2 separate regions of the Bicyclus anynana genome follow, and region 1 is linked to region 2. Evidence: chromatin contacts called from public Hi-C data. All regions are on one chromosome and are shown on one strand. Each heading gives the region's core, a stretch centred on a gene start, on an enhancer-like site or on the middle of the called end of the contact. The rest is flanking DNA. Distances are from core to core; before and after follow the strand shown. Region 1 holds the start of LOC112057903. Region 2 overlaps LOC112057903.

Region 1 (4,499 bases), core at 1,725-4,224, 38 kb after region 2:
AGGTTTTATTTTACCTTATCTATATTTTTTTACAAAATTTTGATTTTTAACTCAGATTGATAGCAAGCTTTACAACCCATGAATGAACGTAATGGTTTATTCATATTTCAAAGGTTTACATTGTGAATGAAAAAGTACCATGAGACGACGTTGTTTGCGTCAAAAGAATTTAACCTTTGCTATTGTATAAAGGACTCAATTTAAAGCTTTATGTTTGAGTCCTCTATAATTTAAATTTAGGTACGTAAGAAATGGTAACTTTTGTGTCTACTTGCTAAACATAATTAGTGAGTACCCAAGTTTGTCGCATCTTGCTTCTATAAATAGATATTTCTTTGAATTATGAGCTCAACTTTGTGTATACAAGCGTCTAGTGGTTTTTGCGAACATTATATGTCTACGCTTCGAAATGCTTAAACAGAGGCCTATCTGGCTTATTCACTAATCTCGTTCTAATCATCATTATCAACCCATATTCGGCTCACGAGTCTCCTCTCAGAATGAGAGGGGTTAGGCCAATAGTCCAACATACCAACCTATACCAACCGCGTTTTTCATATTCCGTAAAGCATTTTTAACGAAAATCACAACTCAGTGGTGATCAGTTAGTGATCAGTTAGCAATATATAAAAAGTGAATAAGAAATCACATGCCTTAAGAATTACTAACAATAGCTAATTGATAAACTTTATGTATTATATATTAAAGTTACTTAAAATTATTAAATAGGCCAGTTGGTACAATTCATTGCGTCATTGAATTCAAATTCAAAATTCATTTATTTCAAGTAGGCTTAGGCTTAGTTTACAAGCACTTTTGAAACTTCAAGTTTGACTATATGTATAACTCCATTTATCAAGTCGGTAAAAAATAAAAAAAAAAACCCTTGAATCAATACTTATTGTCTATGAGTAATTCGAAGATTCGAATTCAATAGAGCAAATTTCTTCGATATTTTATACGGAGGCAATTTTTTTGGCAAAGACTCAAGTTGCGTTGCGATTGTAAAATCTTATTCAATTGTCTCTTGCTCCTTGAGTGTGGGCAAAGGACGCTTAATGAAGGAAAAGTTTTAACAACATATTTTTAACTGACTTCAAAAAAAGGAGGAACCTCATAACTTCGTCATTTCTTAACCAATTTTGATTTTTTTTTGTTTGAAAGAAAATACTTCTAGATTGGATGGTTGGTGATTGGTTGGTAGGGGTAAACTCTGGATTTAAAGAACCGTTTTTGAAAATTCTTTTACTACTAGAAAACCGTTATTTGTGATTGTCATAGGCTATATTTTATACCCGTATTCGCATGGAAACGGGAACTATGTGGGGGAAACCGCTACTGATAACCCCAGGTTTGGGTTGAAACACAACGGCGAAACGAATTTGTGTAAAAAAGCGACACTACTAAAAATTCGTCATTTCTTACGATGCGTCGCAACTCGAGTCGCATTGGATTACTGTGTTTCATTCAACCCCTAAACAGTTGTATCATGTAAAACCACATTGCTATTGAATAGTACAAATTAAAAATGAGTTATGTTTCATGATTCATGATTGTCTATTGTACAATGAGTTGAAACAAGAGGTCATATCACAAGTTCAAAGTAATTAATTGTATGTAACATTAAATTAAAAAAATAGGAAAAGGTCTGCCTGTACTACTGTTTGGTAATGATATCTTTGGTTTGGTTAATCTACCAATGTATTAGGCTCTTTGACCGGGAGTAAGGAAAATGGATTTTCTCTGAGAAGGAAGTCTTTGGCTTGCGGTTTGCATTATTATGACTTTATTTTAACAAGTTGTGACTAAACATACCTAATAATATAATGAAGATTATGTTATAGGTAGGTACATTATGTTTTTTCTTGTTTATTTTTTTTAGCTAGAAGTTCAAGAGAACTCAATTTTCAGACTTATTGTTTTAGAACGAAGACATAGCAAATGAAAATAATATTTTAAAACTAGCGGACCCGCGACTTCGTCCGCGTAAAATTTAGTTTTTTACAAATCCCTCGGGATCTATGGATTTTTCCGTGATGAAAAGTAATAGTTAGAAATTTCAGCCAAATCGGTTCAGTAGTTGCAGCGTTATAGAGTAACAAACATCCACACAAACTTTTGCGTTTAATATTAGTAGTGAATAATTAAAAAAAACGTAGCTATTAAAATGTTATACCTATTTTATGGTGTAATTTATAACGCGTAAGCAATAATTTTCAATGGGCTATTATGAGTTCGCGCAATAATAAATACAACTCGCTTTTATAATAAAAACGCCTCATTATTGTTTTTAAACAAATTATTCACATCATACCTAATAATTATAGGTTCTTACTTTATTTTTATAGTAAGTATTTTGTCTTTAGTTAAAAAATGTTGTATATACGAGAACACAACTATATTTTAGATTTTCAACTAAAAAATGAAGGCTATAAATATGTACGGATATAATTACGTGATCGTTTTTCAAATGAAAACTTACCAACACTTCATGGTGCGTGCGGTTGCCTCTATGAACCCATTGGACGTTGGGAGGTGGAATCACCAGCAGACCACCACAGGGGATCGTAACATTCGTTCCCTTGTCCGCTTCCACTTGCCGAATTTCCACCTCCTCGCCGAAGGTTCGCGGAACTGCGCACATAAATAAAAATAATCAACGTCCGTGAAGTTTAATAAAACAAGAAATCGGGTGCATACAACAACTATTTATTATTTAATTCAATGTTATTTATTTACCTTCTATTCCAAGGCAGAGCAGAGGCACCAATATGCGTTTAAGAAACATGCTACTGTGTCTACATCTAAACTCTAAGAAAAAAATCACAATCACTATTTACACGTGAAGTAAAAAAGATTTTTTTCTAACTAGTTTATTACATTACACAGATATTTAGCGACGGAAGGCAAAAATAATAGGAAACAAATCTCACAACAAACGTCCTCACTCCATTGGTTTAAATCATAGACTAAATTTTTTGTTGATTTTTTTGACGTTTTGTGGCAGTAACTAATGTTACCCTATCAAAATTGTAAAAACTACCAAAGAAAAGTGAAAACAGCTGTCAACTGTCAGACGTTTGTCTATCGGTAGACGATTATGACAAGAAAGTTGTCATAGACAAGAAATATAGATTTTCTTCGGACATGGCCGCTGTATCGGCAATACAATACCTGCAATGTTTTGTATATTCATATTTATTTTTTATAATGAATAAAGAGTTTTTTACTTATAAGTAGTGATTAGCGGATTGTGTATAGTGTTGTGATATTTGTAATGGATGCAGAGAGCGAGAACGAAAAGAAGAGAATCCGTGATGCAATTCAGACTATAGAGACACTGCAGTCGATGATAGACGTTTCGGCGAAAAGGCTCGAGGGTTTGAGGACAGTATGCTCGACGAGCGCAGAACTGACGCAACAGGAGATCCGGACCCTGGAGGTAAGAGGGCTGCGGTCAGAAATACGGGTACTGTGTTATGGAAATAAGATAATGCCCTTGAATTGCTTGCCAGGCCTGAACTTCAAGGATCTCTGTAACAGTTCATTGCCGTTGTAGAAAGTGTGAGCGCGCGCATATCCAGTAGCCTTGAGCTGAAACTGCCCTATTTTACGTACACGAAGGTTGCTACGCCAGTGTACTACGGTTTTACTATAAAACGTTTTCAACATACAGATGTTTCAGTTTTGTTGCCGAGATTCATTATTTCGAACTATGTTACGTATTTTTTTTTAAACTTTATGATATTTCCCGATAGTAGAGTAACTCAACTTCAAAATTTTCTGCCACTTTCATGAATATTATGAAAATGTAATACCTACATAATGAATGAAAGTTAATAGGAAATAGGTAGTAACTTAATTTATAATAGAAATTAAAAATAATATTATAAAGAGGTAAAGTTTGTGGTATTGTAGGGGATAATCTCTAGATCCACTAAACTGATTTTGAAAATTCTTTTTCCACTAAGCCATGCTATTGTGTGTCATAGGCTATACTTTATCCCTATATTATAACAGAAACAGGTATTGGGTGGATGAAACCGTAGGGCATCAGCTAGTTTATAATATTTAGAGAGCAGTTTTACACATTTCAAACCCAGTTCCACATACACGGGGTGATTTCACCCACCTACTTTCTTGATTTCAATTATAATACACACAATACTTATTTTGCAATTCAATGGGTATAAATTTACATATTTAGGACAGAAGTTCTTTTTAAGGGTACACTATATACAGGCCTACACCAAATACAGAAAATCATTAAAAATAAATTTTAGGGTGAGGAAAAAATATGCATTATATAGTAATTATTGTTGTATTTATAAAATTGTTTGGTGTTTGTTTGATGACCTGTGTTTTTTTTTCAATTGAATATTAAAATAATATTTATTTTTTTGTGTTAACTAGTTGATATTTGTGAAACCAAAATTTATTCATGATAATATCACATAATTTTGGTATAACCAAAAATTAACAATTGTTTTGACTGGTCA
Region 2 (4,527 bases), core at 627-3,126:
GCTGTTAATAATGCAAACGACCTTGAACAATAATTCGCCTATGTGGATTGCGAGTTTCTTAATTTTGTTTGTTTTTAATTTGCGGGCAAAGAAAAAATGTATACATCTAATGCCTTGAGGCGTTTTGTAACAGTTTACCTTTTGTGATGTGTTAGTTAAATAGTGGGTAGACGGTGATGATGTCAATAAACGTTATTATTCATGGCCCATGGTAATTTGGTTGAAATAACCATGTTACGAGTAGATATAATCGCTAAAAAGCTCACATCCAGCCGAACATAGAACCTCCTCCTTTTTGGAAAACGATTAAAAACAAAAACCACTGCTACTGTACTAAGTCTAGTTTTGAATCGTACACCAACATACATAATTTAAATTCCCTCAGAAAACAGCTATGTTGCATGGCGATAGAAATATGGGCGGGGGTAGTACTTCCCCGGATAGTCCACCACGATGGCTCAATGCAGATTGGTATGCAGGTTTCCTCACGATGTTTTCCTGCACCGTTTGAGACACGTGATATTTAATTTCTTAAAATGCACACAATTGATAAGTTGGAGGTGCATGCCACGGACCGGATTCGAACATACACCCTCCGGAATCGGAGGTAGAGGTTATATCGACTGGGCTATCATGGCTCATTTTATATGCCTCATAATAATTAGTTATCAAAGTAGGTAATTATTATTTAATGATTTATACAAAGTCTTTTCTCATTAATATGATACGAACCCTCTCATAGAACCTACGTTGTACCTTAACGAGTTACGATTGACATTAGAAAACAATCTTCCGATAAAATTGAGGCAAATCCCATTATATTGCAAAATCAATTGTATAGTAAATAATTTGTCATTTAGTCCATTGTAATCCCACTATGACACCAGGGACGATCTAGTCAATTGCCTCCGCCATTATACCGACACAGTAGGTGCTCCGTGATTCATGAAAATGACGGATATTATTTGAAAATACCTACTTACTGATATTTTTAATTTATCATAATACTTAAAATATATTAATTTAGGTGTGAATTAAATTTTCCTATAGAACGTCATAGAATAAAAATGGATTGACTCGACCAAACTGTTTACTAGCCTGCTCGACTAAATTTTTGCTTTTCAGACATGTTTAGCAGCTAAAATTTACGCTACTTGACTAAACTGCTAAAGTAGTCAGAACAAGCCTTTATAGTTAGTAGATGTCCGTATTTTGGGACAGGGCCGGATTAAGGAGGTCTAAGGGCGGACGAAGTCGCGAGCGTCTGCTATGATTCTAAATATCTACACTAATGTTATAAACAGGAATGATTTTTTGTTCGTTTGCATTGGATGGACTCTGAAACTATTGAACCGATTCGAAAAATTTTTTCACAGCTAGGAAGCTTTACTATCCCCGGGTGCAGATATATTTTATCTCCGTATTCCTACGGGAACGGAAACTACGTTGGCGATACCGCGTGGCGTCTGCTATCTATTCTAATATTATAAAGCTGAAGAGTTTGTTTGTTTAATTTTTTGTTTGCTTGAACGCGCCAATCTCAGAAACTACTGGTGCGATTTGCAAAATTCTTTCATATTAGATAGCCCATTTATCGAGGAATGCTGAGGCTATCCACGTGTACATACAAGTGGATAGCCTACAGCATATTCTATCCACGCGAGTGAAACCGCGCGGCGTCTATATATACGAGTAACATGTATCTCAGAGCGATGATCACGCGTAGTTCATTGGTCTAATAGTGTCTAAAGAAGTTTCATTAAAAAATGGGAATCTGCTTAAGTTTTTCCAAGTTCAATGGTCACCCTACGCTCCGCATTGTACATGAAGACGCGACGGGCGAGCGCTGCGAAGGCCGCATAATGACTGTCATTACGGCGAGCAGCGACCACTCGCTACACTCAGCACTAGTATCTACATCTAGGTCTGTACCATTATGTGCTGAGCACAGGGTTTAAAACTGAGCACTACATTGGCTGCTGAAGAGCCGTGATAGCCCAGATATGACCTCGGCATTCGATTCGGAGGGCGTAGGTTCAGTTATGTACGTTTTAAGAAATTAAATATTACGTGCTTTAAATATCTCTCATTCTGAGAGGATACTAGAGCTCAGCAGTGAGCCTATATATGGGTTGATATTGATGAATCAATAAGTTTATAATAAACGATCAAATAGTCCATCTGATGTTAGCCGACCTTTATTCACATGACAAGCCAAATTCCATTCCGCCATACATAAACACACCTGTATGAAGTGTTCAATTTCTCGCAGTTCACATTGTTCCCGGGCGTCGGATCAACGCGCAACGGATTGGATGCATTCATTGTTTTCCGTGACCAAATGGCTTATGTAATGACAGATGTTTGCGTGATTTCCACTATTATACTCATACGTGTAATTTAACATTGTGATCTATTTTATCCATTTACATGTGTTGTATCCTGCGATAGACCTAGACACTATTGTACTATTTTAATACCTACAGGGTTGCTTTAAGCGGAACTAGATCTTTTTGTTAGATGAAAAAGAATCTCATCATCATCATCTCCTTACCCTAATCCCACTTAAGTGAGGTCGGAAAAATATGTCAATCTTTTCCATTCGTCTCTATTACTTGTCAACTCATCATCCACTCCATTTACACACAATCCAACCATCTCTTCTTTGGCCTACCTCTCCTCTTATGACCTTCCACTTGCACATTCAACATTTTTCTAGTAATATGACTTTCTTCCCAAGCTGAAAAAGAGTCTACGACTGCAAATAATTCATCAATTCTTCTCGCCAAGCTTAGGACACAGAAAACATATGTATTAGGATTCAATTTTTACCACTCGTTTACTCGCGTGAGTCCTACGTTGCTGTCTTGCTGTAACAAATAGTGTTGCACTCACTTCTGACTGTGAGATTGACTCTGTCGATGTACGCTGTCTCGTTCTCCACGCTACACTCGTACAGGCCTTCGTCGTCGACGCCCACTCGCCTGAGTCCTACGTTGCTGTCTTGCTGTAACAAATAGTGTTGCACTCACTTCTGACTGTGAGATTGACTCTGTCGATGTACGCTGTCTCGTTCTCCACGCTACACTCGTACAGGCCTTCGTCGTCGACGCCCACTCGCGTGAGTCCTATGCTGCCGTCTTGCTGTAACAAACGTAGCTTGCTTAGTAGGTGCTATTTCTTAGTCTTCATCATTACCGCCCACTACATGGCCCAGGCTCCCTTCTCACAGGAGTGCGGTTTTATAGCTTAGATCCATCACGCTGCTTCAATGCTCCAAAATTGCTTAGCTTAGGGTGATAAATGTTTGAATTTGTAACGATCACTGTGATAAGTGAAGTCAACGGGATCGAAAGCTTTAACGTGATTTTGAACCACGGGGAAGTAGAATGTGTAATTTTTACGCGGCAATTCGATTAGGTAAACGGGAAACGAGTGAAATTTTAATAATACAAAGACCCAAAGTAAAAACAAAATCTCTGAATAGTGACCGTAAATAAATCTCATTTTACGTCTGGAACAACTTTATCAGAGCTTATTATGATATCTAATTATACATTGATAAATGCTTTATCAAAAAGTTGCGTAGAGATGTAAAAATCTAGAATAATTCAGAAAGATCCAGATAAAAGAAACTGACATCTCATTTTGCTTTTGTTTTTATTAAACCTATTATATATTTTTTCTGCCCACCAGATGGACTGCCGACATCAAGCGAGTCGCAGGGATTAGCTGGATGCAGGCGGCTTAGAATCGTTATGTTTGGAAGTTCCTACAAAAGGCCCCTATGTCCTGCAGTGGACGTCCATCGGCTGACATGATAATGATGATGATATTTTTCCTGAGAAGATTAATATTATTAATTAGCTTGCATTTCATAGTTCCTCAAATGAACTTACGAAGTACATCAAAGTCACGTATTTTATTCAAAAATTTTACTGTTCCACTGAAGCCTAACGTATGGTGACTATCATCCCAGGTAAGCAGTAACATCTCAATGGTACTTAATAGGCTGTTAATGTTATTTCAGAGCATAGTTCCAAAGCGCCCGGTGGGCCATATTGATCGCCGTTCAAGGCAACGGCACCGCAAGGCCGGCATGTACTAGTTACCTATAACCTAATTCAATGCCTATTCTTCAAGTCCGCTAACTCACATGCGCATGACGTGGTGGGTATAAACACCAAGCCCACCTAACCGAATTTTGGACGCCGTGGCAAATCTCTGAGACCAGCCATCTATTTAGAAGATATTAGTTCATAATAGGCTAGTTGACCCTTTTTTAAGATGGTCTTTAATAGGGTCATAATTTCACTATAATGCTAATTATTTTAACAATTATACAAATTAGGGACACAATTAGGTACTATGTTTTTATAATATTTATAATACCTAATTATGTCCCCTAGCGAAGTGCATCCCCGAACCCTCCCTTCCCGTTCGAGGCTTAGCACCGCCTTCATACTGATCAGCAGGTAGAACATATTATGATGTTATTTTTCGCTTTTTAGTTAAGTGGGTACGTTT

Evidence for each region. Hi-C and Micro-C count contacts between places; a contact is called where the count stands out from the background.
Region 1: a contact with region 2 is called in a Hi-C map of whole body, with 3 times the contacts expected there. The contact joins the promoter of LOC112057903 here to the enhancer-like site in region 2. A contact is called at or near these places in 2 of 2 Hi-C or Micro-C datasets (whole body and whole larva).

Annotation. Positions count from the first base shown.
Region 1 is chr14:1,506,602-1,511,100 of ilBicAnyn1.1, forward strand. LOC112057903 reads right to left here and starts at 2,975. Exons shown (of 7, transcript XM_052885342.1): 1 at 2,740-2,975; 2 at 2,483-2,634. The coding sequence starts at 2,788. It overlaps LOC112057902 (kinase suppressor of Ras 2), which reads left to right and starts at 3,125. Exons shown (of 18, transcript XM_052885603.1): 1 at 3,125-3,442. The coding sequence starts at 3,278.
Region 2 is chr14:1,470,080-1,474,606 of ilBicAnyn1.1, forward strand. LOC112057903 reads right to left here. Exons shown (of 7, transcript XM_052885342.1): 3 at 3,033-3,144. Among protein-coding and RNA genes, the nearest start is that of LOC112057919, 29 kb to the left of the region's middle. Within about 2 kb of position 1,877, at least 6 of the 8 cell types and tissues checked have open chromatin away from gene starts, as enhancers often do.